2 separate regions of the Pan troglodytes genome follow, and region 2 is linked to region 1. The links are chromatin contacts, called in public Hi-C maps. All regions are on one chromosome and are shown on one strand. Each heading gives the region's core, a stretch centred on a gene start, on an enhancer-like site or on the middle of the called end of the contact. The rest is flanking DNA. Distances are from core to core; before and after follow the strand shown. Region 1 has its middle 64 kb from the start of MYH3. Region 2 overlaps MYH13 (myosin heavy chain 13).

Evidence for each region. A called contact is a pair of places that touch in the nucleus more often than the background predicts.
Region 2: a Hi-C map of induced pluripotent stem cells shows a contact between it and region 1, with 4 times the contacts expected there. The contact joins two enhancer-like sites. A contact is called at or near these places in 4 of 7 Hi-C or Micro-C datasets (induced pluripotent stem cells, a lymphoblastoid cell line and stem cell-derived neural progenitor cells) and 1 of 1 other capture datasets (stem cell-derived neural stem cells).

What each region holds. Positions count from the first base shown.
Region 1 is chr19:60,083,951-60,090,250 of NHGRI_mPanTro3-v2.0_pri, reverse strand. No RefSeq gene overlaps it. Among named protein-coding and RNA genes, the nearest start is that of MYH3, 64 kb to the right of the region's middle. Within about 2 kb of position 2,825, at least 2 of the 24 cell types and tissues checked have an H3K27ac peak or open chromatin away from gene starts, as enhancers often do. A contact at or near this core is called in induced pluripotent stem cells, where this site is marked.
Region 2 is chr19:60,361,211-60,367,510 of NHGRI_mPanTro3-v2.0_pri, reverse strand. MYH13 (myosin heavy chain 13) reads right to left here. Exons shown (of 37, transcript XM_054671051.1): 15 at 6,153-6,226; 16 at 5,975-6,062. Among named protein-coding and RNA genes, the nearest start is that of MYH13, 27 kb to the right of the region's middle. Within about 2 kb of position 2,405, at least 3 of the 24 cell types and tissues checked have an H3K27ac peak or open chromatin away from gene starts, as enhancers often do. A contact at or near this core is called in induced pluripotent stem cells, where this site is marked.

The DNA of each region.
Region 1 (6,300 bases), core at 1,576-4,075:
AAAAATGTTGGAGTATTGGGAGGCCGAGGCAGGCGGATCATGAGGTCAGGAGATCGAGACCATCCTGGCTAACACGGTGAAACCCCTTCTCTACTAAAAATTAAAAAATTAGCTGGGCGTGGTGGCGGGCGCCTGTAATCCCAGCTACCCGGGAGGCTGAGGCAGGAGAATGGCGTGAACCTGGGGGGCAGAGCTTGCAGTGAGCCGAGATCGTGCCACTGCACTCTAGTCTGGGCGACAGAGCGAGACTCTGTCTCAAAAAAAAACAAAAAAAAAAAACAAAGTTAGAGTAACTCTGAGGACTTGCTCATATATTCAGGAAGCTCTTCCTTGAAATTAATTTATACATTTCTTCTCCTACACCTTCAGTCTGACTGGACTGTAGGGGAAGTGTGTGTGTGTGTGTGTGTGTGTGTGTGTGTAGGTACCTGTATGTGAATAGAACACTCATGGAAGGGCACACAAGAAACTGTAAACAGTGCTTACTTTAGGGAGGGGCATGGATGAACTGGGATACAAAAGAGACTATTTTTATTTTCAGATATTTTGTGCTGTTTTAGACTGCTCTTTCTTCCATTAAATGAGAGATTAGATCTGAATGGCCACGTGATCTTCTGAGTGCCATCTGTAAGAATCTGCATTTCCACGGAATTGGGGGTACATTTTATATTTTCTTTCTGTAATCTTTTTACTTTACTGAATTCAACTCTGACGATTATATAGAAACACCTCATTTTTCTAGCATTACCTGAGAATGAAATTTCCCGCACTGGGAATTCTCCAGGTAAATGAATCTAATCCCTTTATGTTGTTGAGGTTTGAAGTAATTTCTAATGGGATATTTAGAAGCTGCATCACATACCCCTCTCTCCTCTTTATTTTACAGCTTGAGGAGACACGTTTCACATGCCATTAACACTCACCTATTAAAAGTTCAGTGGTTTTACGACAGTATATTCACTGAGATGTGTGATCATCACCACAAGCTAATTTTAGGGCATTTCAACACCCCCAAAAGAAACTCCATACTCATTAAGCACTCACTCCCCATTCTCCCCTTCTCTCACCTTCTGGAAACCACTCATCTATTTCTTTCTCTGTGGATTTGCCTATTCTGAGCATTTCACATGGACTCATACAATGCGGGGTCTTTTGTGTTTCCTATCCTCTTAAACAGAGTGCAGTTAGTAGCATGTTACTTTTTCTTTACGATTTAGGATTATTATGATTGGCATTGTGCCAAGCTCATGGCAACCTCGAGAAATATTTAGATAGGGTCCCTGTTTGCCTCTTATAGATTCCATGGCCCATTAATGTGCATGTGGCTCCCTTTGGGCTCTGTGGCTGGGCCACCAGGTGACTGCTGAACACTTTGTCTTCTGATCCTGAACTCTCATGTTAACCATTATTTCCTTTCCAGTCCCCCCATGTCTGCAAAGTTGGTCATAGGTACATAAATGAGATCAGGCCTCAGCCCTCACGCCTTCGCTTGACCCAGCCTCATAAGGTCACTCCACTGCGAGCCTCTCTGGTGTGTTTCTGCCTTTCTCCTGGAGTGATGAAACAGGCTGAAATCTTTTCTTCTTGCATTGCTATCTTCAGCGTCTTATATCATTCAGTCAGCTAAATTCCATCTTTGTGATAAATCCCCCACAAATATTTTGTGATCTCTCTGATCTAAGCAGTGTTAAACCTTTTGATTCCTTGTATCCTTCCTCTCCCCTTTCTTAAAATAGTCTGTAGCGCTCATGTCAAGGACCTGTTCAGCTTCCCTTTCTCTAAAATTGCATAATCCTACAAGAATATTTTCCCTTCTTTTCCTTCAGGAGCAAACATTCTCAAAAGATTCTTAAATGCAAACCCGCAGGCACAGCATGTGTCTGTCAACTCCAAGAGCATTTGGATGTTCGAAGGGAGAGGATGTTTGACATCTAACCCGTCGTGGAAAGAGGAACCTCTGTGAGTATTTCTTTACTTCTTGGTAGGAATAGGGTGAAGGAAGAAGAGTCTGATTTAGGGTATTGTCACAGCTCTGGGTCAGACTCTTATGGGGGTTATTTGAGGTTAGATGAGTCAACTTGGCAGGGAGGGAGTGGTTACTGTTCTGAATTTGGCTAAGGGAGCATGGCAGGGTCCAACTACAGTATAGTATGGGAATTTCAGGTTGGGGGGCTTCTCATCTTATACCTGTTGTCAGGGTAAGCCCGTAAGTGTGGGGGCACCCTTGCAGAGAGTAGCCCAGGTTCATTCTGAATTTGGAGAGACCAAGAAATTTCAGTCCGTGTCAGAGAAACCGATCCTTGGTTGGGCCTGACTTGGGCTGGGGAATGGATGGCAAGTAGAACAGTGCTTGGCACATAGAGGTACCAGAAATATCTGCTGAATGACGGTGCCGCTGATGTCACTGAGCGGTCGGTAGCCACGGTCTGTCATGAGAGGCTGAGAAAGATTCTCAGGCCAGGCTTGGCGGGAAATGCTGTAATTTACGATTGCTCTGCCACAGGTGCAGGTGAGTGAGTGGAAGGGGCACGATGCAGGTGCAGGACCTGTGGTGGGACGTCAGAACTGGAGTCTGAATATATTGCAGTGACCCTCAGTTGCAGACGGGAATCAGAGAAGAGTCTGGGCACATCCACTTTTGGATAACCTGACACTAAGGGATTCTGCTGAGCTCAGACCTGGGCAGATTAGCAGACAGGACACCCCCAGGCTCAACCCAAGGTGGTTAGAATTGAGGCAGCCTCCACCGCAGCTACCCTGGTGGGCCTGCATTTGACAGACCATAAAGTGATTCCCCTCATAAGTGACCCAACCCTGCCCTCTGGTGGTCATTTCCATCAACTGCACCTCGGTTTAAAAGGACTGGTGTGGGAGCTCCTTTTCCTCACCACTCACCTCAGCTCTCCTCAGCACTGGGGCTTTAGGACTAATTTTACTAACTCACATGAACCCAGTTCTGCTGTGATGTGAGTGTAATAAGCAGGAAAAGTCAATGTACTTCAAGACTCCATCTGGTTCCACCCATTGTCTGAGACAATTCAGTTATAGTTATAACATGTGACAGGCATCATGCAGGGCCTTGAATTTGCTTCGTAGCAGAAATCTTTTAAGGCAGGTACTATAATTATTCACGTTACAGAGGAGGAAACTGAGGCTCAGAGAGGCGCTGTTATTCTTGCTGCAAGACTATGACATTCAGCTGGGTGCGATGGCTCACACCTGTAATTCCAGCACCTTGGGAAGCTGACGGGGCAGGATTTCTGGAGCCCAGGAGTTTGAGACCAGCCTGGGCAACATAGTGATACCCTGTCTATACAAAAAATTTTTTTAATTATCCAGACGTGGTGGCGAGTGCCTGTGGTCCCAGCTACTGGGGAGGCTGAAGCAGGAGGAACGCTTGAGCCAGGGAGGTCTAGGCTGCAGTGAGCTGAGATGGCGCCACTGCACCACTGCACTCCAGCCTGGGTGAGAGTGAGACCCTGTCTCAGATAGATGGATAGGTAGGCAGATAGATAGATGATAGATGATAGATAGATAGATAGATAGATAGATAGATATGACATTCAGTTTTGGGTGCCACCAACCTGTTAACAATGGTACCTCCTCACCTTACCCCAGTCCATCCTTCAGACAGTGGAATTGAGGAGAATGGACAGGGAGGGGCACTTTCTATTTTATGTTTTACAAATGTATTTTTATAATGAGCATATATTATCTCTATAATTCTTTTTTAAATTGTAGACTAAATTCTGGGTGTCATCCCTGATGAAGGGATCTTGCCAGCCTAGGAAGGAGGAGGCAGGATACAGGAACTGGAGCTCCTTCACCTTGAGAGAACAGGGGTTCATAGGAGTATGGTGGCTGTCTAATGACCCTGGAAGATCCAAGAGAGCAGATTTATTCCGTGTGTGTCTCCAGCGCCCAGACCCAGAGTCAGGAGGTGGAGTTCTCAAAACGGGAGTTCAGCTGTGTGACAAAGCATCTTGCTAGCCAGGAGGGGCTGCCCTCTGCTGGAAAAAGTGGGATAACTTTGAAAGAACTTAAGCTGGAAGTTACTGGGATGTTTATACAGGAGAGTCAGTGGTGGGGAGAAGATTGGGGTTTAAAGTATTAAAGCTATGGCAGGGTGCTGTGGCTCACGCCTGTAATCCCAGCACTTTGGGAGGCTTGAGGCTGGAGGAACGTTTGGGCCCAGGAGTTCAAGACCAGCCTGGGCAACGTAGTGAGACTCTGTCTCCACAAAAAAAATTTTAAAAGCGGGCGGATCACGAGGTCAGGAGATCGAGACCATCCTGGCTAACACGGTGAAACCCCATCTCTACTAAAAATAATAATAAAAAAAATTAGCCGGGCATGGTGGCGGGCGCCTGTAGTCCCAGCTACTTGGGAGGCTGAGGCAGAAGAATGGCGTGAACCCGGGAGGCGGAGCTTGCAGTGAGCCAAGATGGCACCACTGCACTCCAGCCTGGGCGACAGAGACTCCGTCTCAAAAAAAAAAAACAAAGCAGAACAAACAAACAAACAAACATACAAACAAAAACATGGTGGCGTGCGCCTGTAGTCCCAGAGGCTGAGGCAGGAGGATCGCTTGAGCCTGGGAGGTTGAGGCTGCTGCGGGTCATGATTGCGCCCTACACTCCAGCAAAGCCTTTGATGTTCCGGTCTCCCAGTCTGTGATCCTACCAGTGGACTGCAGTACCCACTCCTGCCTCTAGGTGGCAGCCTTGGCTCTGTAAAACCCAGGCCTGTTTTTGGTGCCCTGGTTCCCACCCTTGGCTGGGTATTGTTTTCATCTGGAGATTTAGGGTATTGCAATCTACTGATGCCTGGGGCTGCACCTCCGGATATTCTGATTTAATTGGTCTCGGGTGGGACCTGGGAATTGGGAATTTTGAAAGCTCCTCAGGTGGCTCTAAGCCAAGGTTTGGAGTGACTGACTGCTTAGACCCTGCCATTTCTGTGGGTTCGGTGAGCAGATTGTTTCATTTTATTTTCTTTCACTGTACTCTGCAGGGGGAGACTGGACCCATGGAGAGAAAGTAGGAGCATTAAAAGAGATGTCACCAGAAGCTACAAAACATACCAGCTCATTAAGATAGAGACAACAAAATAGGTCCCTCTAAAAATAGGAGAGAGAGAAGAAACAGGAGCTTAAACAGTGCCCATGAAGGAGTTACAGGCCTTTAACTCCCCCAGGAAGTGAATTTACTCCAGCCATGTAGAGGGCAGGGGAATGTTCCAGAAGGCAGGGTGACACGCTGGCCGGGGGCCAGAGACCTCTCTCTTTCTGGTAGCTTTAGCATGCGGCCAGGCAGTGGCAGTTCCGGAATTCAGGACTCTCTGGGGACCTGCGGGTATGGGCTGGCAGAAGGGGCTTCACAGGCAGAATAAGGGGCCTGCGGGGAGTTGGTTCCAGCCAGTGACAGTGAACTGACCCAGCCCAACACCTCTGTCCCTAGGCATGGTGGCTGCCCTCATATCTGCCCCAGCCCAGCACTGGGATCTCACAGAGAAAAAGGGCCTTCCGTAAAGGCAGAAAATAGCTATTGCCATAACTCTTCAAGATGCTGGGCCACAAACCACATTGCTGCGGCCCAAGCCCGGACTAGAGGGAGGCAAGTGAGGCACCCTCTTTGGCACAAAATCTAAGGGGACTGCAAAAAACCCTCATTAATCAAGGCCAGGTGCGGTGGCCCATGCCTGTAATCCCAGCACTTTGTGAGGCCGAGGCGGGTGGATCAGCTGAGGTCAGGAGTTCAAGACCAGCCTGGCCAACATGGTGAAACCCAGTCTCTAGTAAAAATACAAAAATTAGCTGGGCATGGTGCCACGCACCTGTAATCCCAGCTACTAGGGAGGCTGAGGCAGGAAAATTGCTTGAACCCGGGAGGCAGAGCTTGCAGTGAGCCGAAATCGTGCCACTGCACTCCAGCCTGGGCGACAAAGTGAGACTCCAACTCAAAAAAAAAAAAAAAAAAGAAAAAAACAGAAAAAGCTCAATAATCAAAATTAATCATATTGTATTGCAATACTTTTTAAAATCAAGGTTAGTGCAAAAAACACCCATGATTAACAAAATTTTAAATGAAGATGGGATGGGTGTTCCTGCCTTTATGAGCCTAAATGGCTTCTCTTGCCTTTACTCCTCTGTGGCACAGCACGGCTCTGGACTTCTGTAAGGGAGTCTTCTATTTTTCACCCACACCTTTCAGGAGCCACCAGTCAACTTTGGCACCTCAAGAACTTTAGCACTCAGGGTGAGGCCAGGCTAGAGACCCTGATGCCTGGCAGAGCAGCAGT
Region 2 (6,300 bases), core at 1,156-3,655, 280 kb before region 1:
CTCTTTGTGGGCTCCCTAAGTTGCTGGGGTGGGAGTGGTGGGGCCAAGGCTGGCTTTGACTTAACCTTAGGGAAGCTTCTAGAATGCCCACGTGGTTCCCTGGTAGCTGTGGGGAGACATCACTATACAATTAGATGATTTTTAAGGCTTTGGTAGAGCTGCACTGTCAGATACAGTAGTGACCAGCCACATGTGGCTATTTACATTTAAATTCATTAAAATTAAAAATTAATTAACATTTTAAAACTTTTCATGTAAATGTAAACATTTCATGTAACGGCGGCCACCCTATTGAACAGTGCAGACATGGGGCATTTAATCATTTCTGAAAGTCCTATCAGGTGGTGATTCTCTAGAGAAAACATGGTTGAGAGCAAGGAGAAAATGTCTCAGACATTCAGAGAACTGGCCAGGTGCAGTGGCTCATGCCTGTAATCACCGCACTTGGGAGGTCGAGGTGGGTGGATCACCTGAGGTCAGGAGTTCGAGACCAGCCTGGCCAACATGGTGAAACTCCATCTCTACTAAAAATACAAAAATTTGCCGGGCATGGTGGCAGGTGCCTGTAGTCTCAGCTACTCGGGAGGCTGCGTCAAGAGAATCGCTTGAACCCGGGAGGCGGAGGTTGCAGTGAGCTGAGATTGTGCCACTGCACTCCAACCTGGGTGACAGAGCAAGACTCAGTCTCAAATAAATAAATAAATAAATAAATAAATACAATAATTAAAAAATTCATAGAACCGCCGATGTGGAGAGAACCTTAGAAATGGTCTAATTCGACTCCCATGAGCTCTCAGATGATGATTCTGAGTGGTTAAGATCCCAGCTATGCTGTTTACTAGCTTCGCGGACTTGGCCTGTCTCTGCCTCAATTTCTTTATTTGTAAAATAAGGATAATAATGTAGGTTGAGCATCCCGATTCAGAAAACTCAAAACCTGAAAACTTTTGAGCTCCAACCTGATGCCACAAGTGGAGAATTCCACGACTGACCTCATGAGGCAGGTCGCAGCCAAAACTGTTTCACGTACAAAATTATTTAAAATATTGTATAAAATTACCTTAGGGCTATGTGTATAAGACCCATATGAAACAGATGAATTTTGTGTTTGGACTTGGTCCCATCCCCAAGATAGCTCATTAGGCACATACAAATATTCCAATACCCACAGAAATTTAAAATTCACAACACTCGTGGTCCCAAGCATTTCAGATAAAGGGATAATCAACCTGTAGTATCTGCTTCATCAGGCGGTTGAGGATTACATGAGTTAAGATGAGTACAGGCCCGGTGCGATGGCTCACGCCTGTAATCCCAGCACTTTGGGAGGCCGAGGTGGGCGAATCGCCTGAGGTCAGGAGTTCGAGACCACCCTGGCCAACATGGTGAAACCTCGTCTCTACTAAAAATACGAAAACTTAGCTGGGTGTGGTGGTGCGTCCCTGTAATCCCAGTTACTTGGGAGGCTGAGGCAGGAGGATTGCTTAAACTGGGGAGGCAGAGGTTGCAGTGAGCTGTGAGCTGAGATGGCGCCACTGCACTCCAGCCTGAGCGACAGAGTGAGACCCTGTCTTGAAAAAAAAAGAGAGAGAGAGAAAAGATGAGTACAAAGGTTAAAATGGTGAAAGCAGGCATGATTAACACTTGCTTTAACCATGTGGCTGAGGCCTCTTTCTTCTTAAGCACCGGGAGCAGAGAGAAAAAGGCATAGTTACAAGAGAATTGAAGCTTCTAGAGCCAGAAGAAAGCTGAAAGGACCATCATTTTACAGTGGGGAGGCCAGAGATGCCACCATGCTTGCCAGGCTGTCCATCCTGTTAGGGGTCGTGTCCGACTTGGACTGGGAGATCTTTTCTAATTCCCGCAGAGGCATCCTATGGGGTGGCGGGGCACTGGGGGAGACTGAGGCCCAGAGAGGTGAAGGGCTTTGCAAAGCTGTAGCAGAGCCGAGACGGCACTCTTCTCTCTCACAGGGCCCCTCTGGTTTGTGCAGACTCAGAATCCTGAGCTGGTTCTCTTAGGGCTTGCTTTGTTTTTCCTTAAACCCGGCCTGAGATGTTTTCTATCAGGTCCACGTAAAGGGCCTCCTTTGCTTTTGTACCAACGCGTAAAACTTCTAAAAATTCCCCTGAGCTATTCTCTCATCCTTCTGCTCCAGCCGCTGAAGGGTTTTTCCTCTTTATTTCTCCAAGTGTATCACTTCCATCCCACTCCTTTCTCCAGCCATCTTGGCCTCCGTGGGCAGTGGTATTAGCCATGCTTTTGAAATATGCTGTATCTTATGATGATCTGGCATCATGGGGCCTCCTCGCTGGCTCAGGAGAGACTGCCCTTCCCGGGGCTAGCCATTCCAGGAGATGGCAAAAAAGTCTCCTGCAAGCACGTCTTTCACATGCAAACCAGCCATCCAAAGCCCTTAACCCCCGATCCCTACCTTTATCAGGCTCTCACAGGGCTCTTACACTCTGGGCCAATACTTCCCTGTCCTGGTCACCTCAGGGCCCCGGGTACCGGCCAACTTGAGAAAGTCCCTACATTTTGAAGCCTGCTGAAACCATTCAAACTTGGCAATGCTGAACCTGCTTGGCCTGTTCATGCTGCCTCGCCTGCTCCATCCCATGGGAACGACCCTCGAGGCTCTGGCCTGTGATTTCTCCTTACTCCCCCAACCCCAAACCTAGCCCTGGTGCTTCCCCTCGTGGCCCTCTGTGGCAGGCCCCCTCCTCTTGAGCACTGTGTTTTTTTTTTTTTGAGATGGAGTCTCCCTCTGTCACTGAGGCTGGAGTGCAGTGGCGCAGTCTCGGCTCACTACACCCGCCGCCTCCTGGGTACAAGCAATTCTGCTTCAGCCTCCCAAGTAGCTGGGATTACAGGCATGCACCACCACGCCAGGCTAATTTTTGTATTTTTAGTTGAGACAGGGTTTCGCCATGTTAGGCTGGTCTCAAACTCCTGACCTCAGGTGATCCACCCACCTCAGCCTCCCAAAGTGTTGGGATTACAGGCGTGAGCCACCATGCCCGGCCGTGACTGTCTTTTTAATGGTAACCATCTTCTGGTCTGTTGGCCTCACCATCCCTTAACAATAATAAAACCTACATTTAAAAACAGCAGCAAGCCAGCTTTTGGTGAGTCAGCAGCACAGACTTAGCAGGCTCCAGGTTTGCTGCAAGAGGAGAATGAGAGGAGTAGAGGCTGGAGCCTGCTCCCGAGGGGCCCTTGTTCAGCAGGCGAGCAGAGGACCTGTGCCTGTGAAGCCCTAGAGGATTCGGGAGAACAACCAGCAAGCCCCGTATGTGCCTGTGGGTGGGGAGGGACTTGAGATTTGATCATGGATCGTGACTCCCAGCCCCTGCTCTAGGTGCCCTGAGGTAAGGCATGGAAATCTCCATAGTCTCTAGTCTTCTAGAAAATAAAGAGGGCACACTAGGTGCTTTCTAAGGTGTCACCAGGCTTCTGTATCAGTGTTGGGCTATTCCTAGAAATTGACATGAAAACAGAGAGGTAGGTGCCAGAGCTAAGGAGAAGCAAATGCAACAGGAAAGGACAGACATTTCAGCAACATTTACCTTCCCAAAGAAAATGTAGGGCCGGGCGCGGTGGCTCACGACTGTAATCCCAGCACTTTGGGAGGCTGAGGTGGGCATATCATGAGGTCAGGAGATTGAGACCATCCTGGCCAACATGGTGAAACCCCATCTCTACTAAAAATACAAAAATTAGCTGGGCATGGTGGTGTGTGCCTGTAGTCCCAGCTACTCAGGAGGCTGAGGCAGGAGAATAGCTTGAACCAGGGAGTTGGAGGTTGCAGTGAGCCGAGATCGTGTCACTACACTCCGGTCTGGTGACAGAGCGAGACTCTGTCTCAAAAAAGAAAAAAAAGTAAGCCAGTGGATTACCAAAAGCATTCCTCCCAGAGCCACAGTTTGAAGCCATCCCCCACCACCTTGCAGGCCATCTGCTTAGAGAGGAGTCAGGCCACAAGCATGTTTGATTTATGCAAGCACGTACTCAACGACGACAGTAACAGAAATGGATTTTTTCCAAGACCTACATACAAGCCAATGATTTCGTGTGATTCTTAACCAAAGAAACCACTCTTCCCAAAACTGGAGAAGCCGGCTCACTGGTCAGGAGGCTGCAGGATGCCCCAGATAATGCATATCACAATGATGTAGTTGGTTATTGCTTTTGACTTAGACTTTAGAACCTAACTTTCATGGAAGATGCAGTTTCACTAACTATAACACACCTGGCTATTGGGGATTTAAAGTTTCTAGTTCTGAGTGATAATAATAATAATAATAATAATTAGCATCCAACATTTGCTGGGTGTTCACAATGTACTCAGCCCTGTTGTAAATGCTTGACTTGTACTTACTCATTGAACCCTCACGACAACCCTCTAAGGTGGGTTAAATGAGCTAATATTTGCAAAGTGAGTAACCACTTTATGAGTGCTTATTAAAGAAGTAAATAATAGATTAAAATGCCACTTTTATCCTGGTTTTTTTTTTGTTTGTTTGTTTGTTTTTGAGACGGAGTTTCGCTCTGTCGCCCAGGCTGGAATGCAGTGGCGCAATCTCGGCTCACTGCAAGCTCCGTCTCCCGGGTTCACGCCATTCTCCTGCCTCAGCCTCCCGAGTAGCTGGGACTACAGGCGACCGCCACCACGCCCAGCTAATTTGTTTGCATTTTTAGTAGAGACGGGGTTTCACCATGTTAGCCAGGATGGTCTCGATCTCCTGACCTCGTGATCCACCCAACTCGGCCTCCCAAAGTGCTGGGATTACAGGCATGAGCCACCGTGCCCGGCCTATCCTTGTTTTATGGACAAGAAAGCTGAGGCAGAAAGTGCTCAAATACTCTGCTTAGGATCACGTGGTAATAGGTGAACTTTCCCCCCTTCCCCACCCCCGACAACGTATACCTCTGTTCACTCATAATGTTGCAGAGGCAGAATGTTTAATCCTGAGCTGGGAGGCCCGTGTTGGGCATAGAACAGCTCAGCTGGTGAGTGAGCTACCCCATAGCCACAGCTCCGTGTGACAGTTTGTTTTCCTTTTTGTGACAAATGACACTGAAAAAGCTAGACTCCAAGAATATTCGCAAATCAGGATGAAGTGACAGTTAAAGGAGTCCTCTATTGCACAGGGTTCTATATTTATATATAGTCTCTATTGCACAGGGTTCCGTATTTATATATAGTCTCTGATTCTCAGTTTTCTCATTTATAAACTGGAGATCAATATGCGTATCTTGCAGAGAACTGTTGCAAGGATTCGAGGTAATATAACAAAGTGATTGACATGCAGTATGGCTTCAAACAGTTGTTATTGATGCTATTTTGATTATGGGATACCTAAGATGATTATTTGCCAAATGTAGTGGTATTTAACTTTGGGGTAAACAGAGCCTTTATCTTATGAAAGCTGTGGCTCTGATGTGCCTATATACATACACACAATATTTTGAATATGATTTCGTAGTAGGGGTGCCAGATAAGATACAGATGCCCTGTTGAATGTGAATTTCAGATAAACAATGAATACTTTTTTAGAGGAAGTATATTCCAAATATTGCATAGGTCACACTTATACTAAGACATTTTTCATTGTTTAACTGAAATTGAAATTTAATAACATTTAATATGGCATTTGGTTTTTAGCATTTTTGTGGTTACATAATAGTTGAACATATTTATGGGGTACACATGATATTTTGATACAAGCGTGAAATGTGCAAAGATCATATCTGCATAATTGGGATATCTGTCACCTCAAACATTTATCATTTCTTTGTGTTGGGTACATCCGGTATTTTTATCTGCTAAATCTGGCAACCCTATTTCAGAGACTACTTTCAGAAGTGATACAGACCATCAGTCTTTCCAAACTCACACCCACAGAATTTTGCATTTATCTCAGGGCGTCCTGTTCTGTTCAAATACTTGGCAAGATCTGCTGGTACTCACCAGGAGTCTTGGTCTCATTGGGAATCAGACATCGTACAAAGTGAGGGTGGGTGCTCCTTAAGTTAGTCATCAATTTGTTTAAATTTTCCTGGGACATAAACCAAAACAAGCACATTTAGCAAATGCCATTTCACTGGGCAGAAAAACAAGTGAATATGGAAGCTGCCAAAACACCAACCCTGAACACGGCCGACACAGTCTGGAAAGAGGAGCCCTTCTTCTTCCCGCCCTTCTTGCTTCCTCCGGAGTCGCCTGGAGACAGACACAGAAGAGCGTGTTAGGTGCATCCCAGAAGACCCAGCAGTGGGCTTCCTGAACCACCCGTT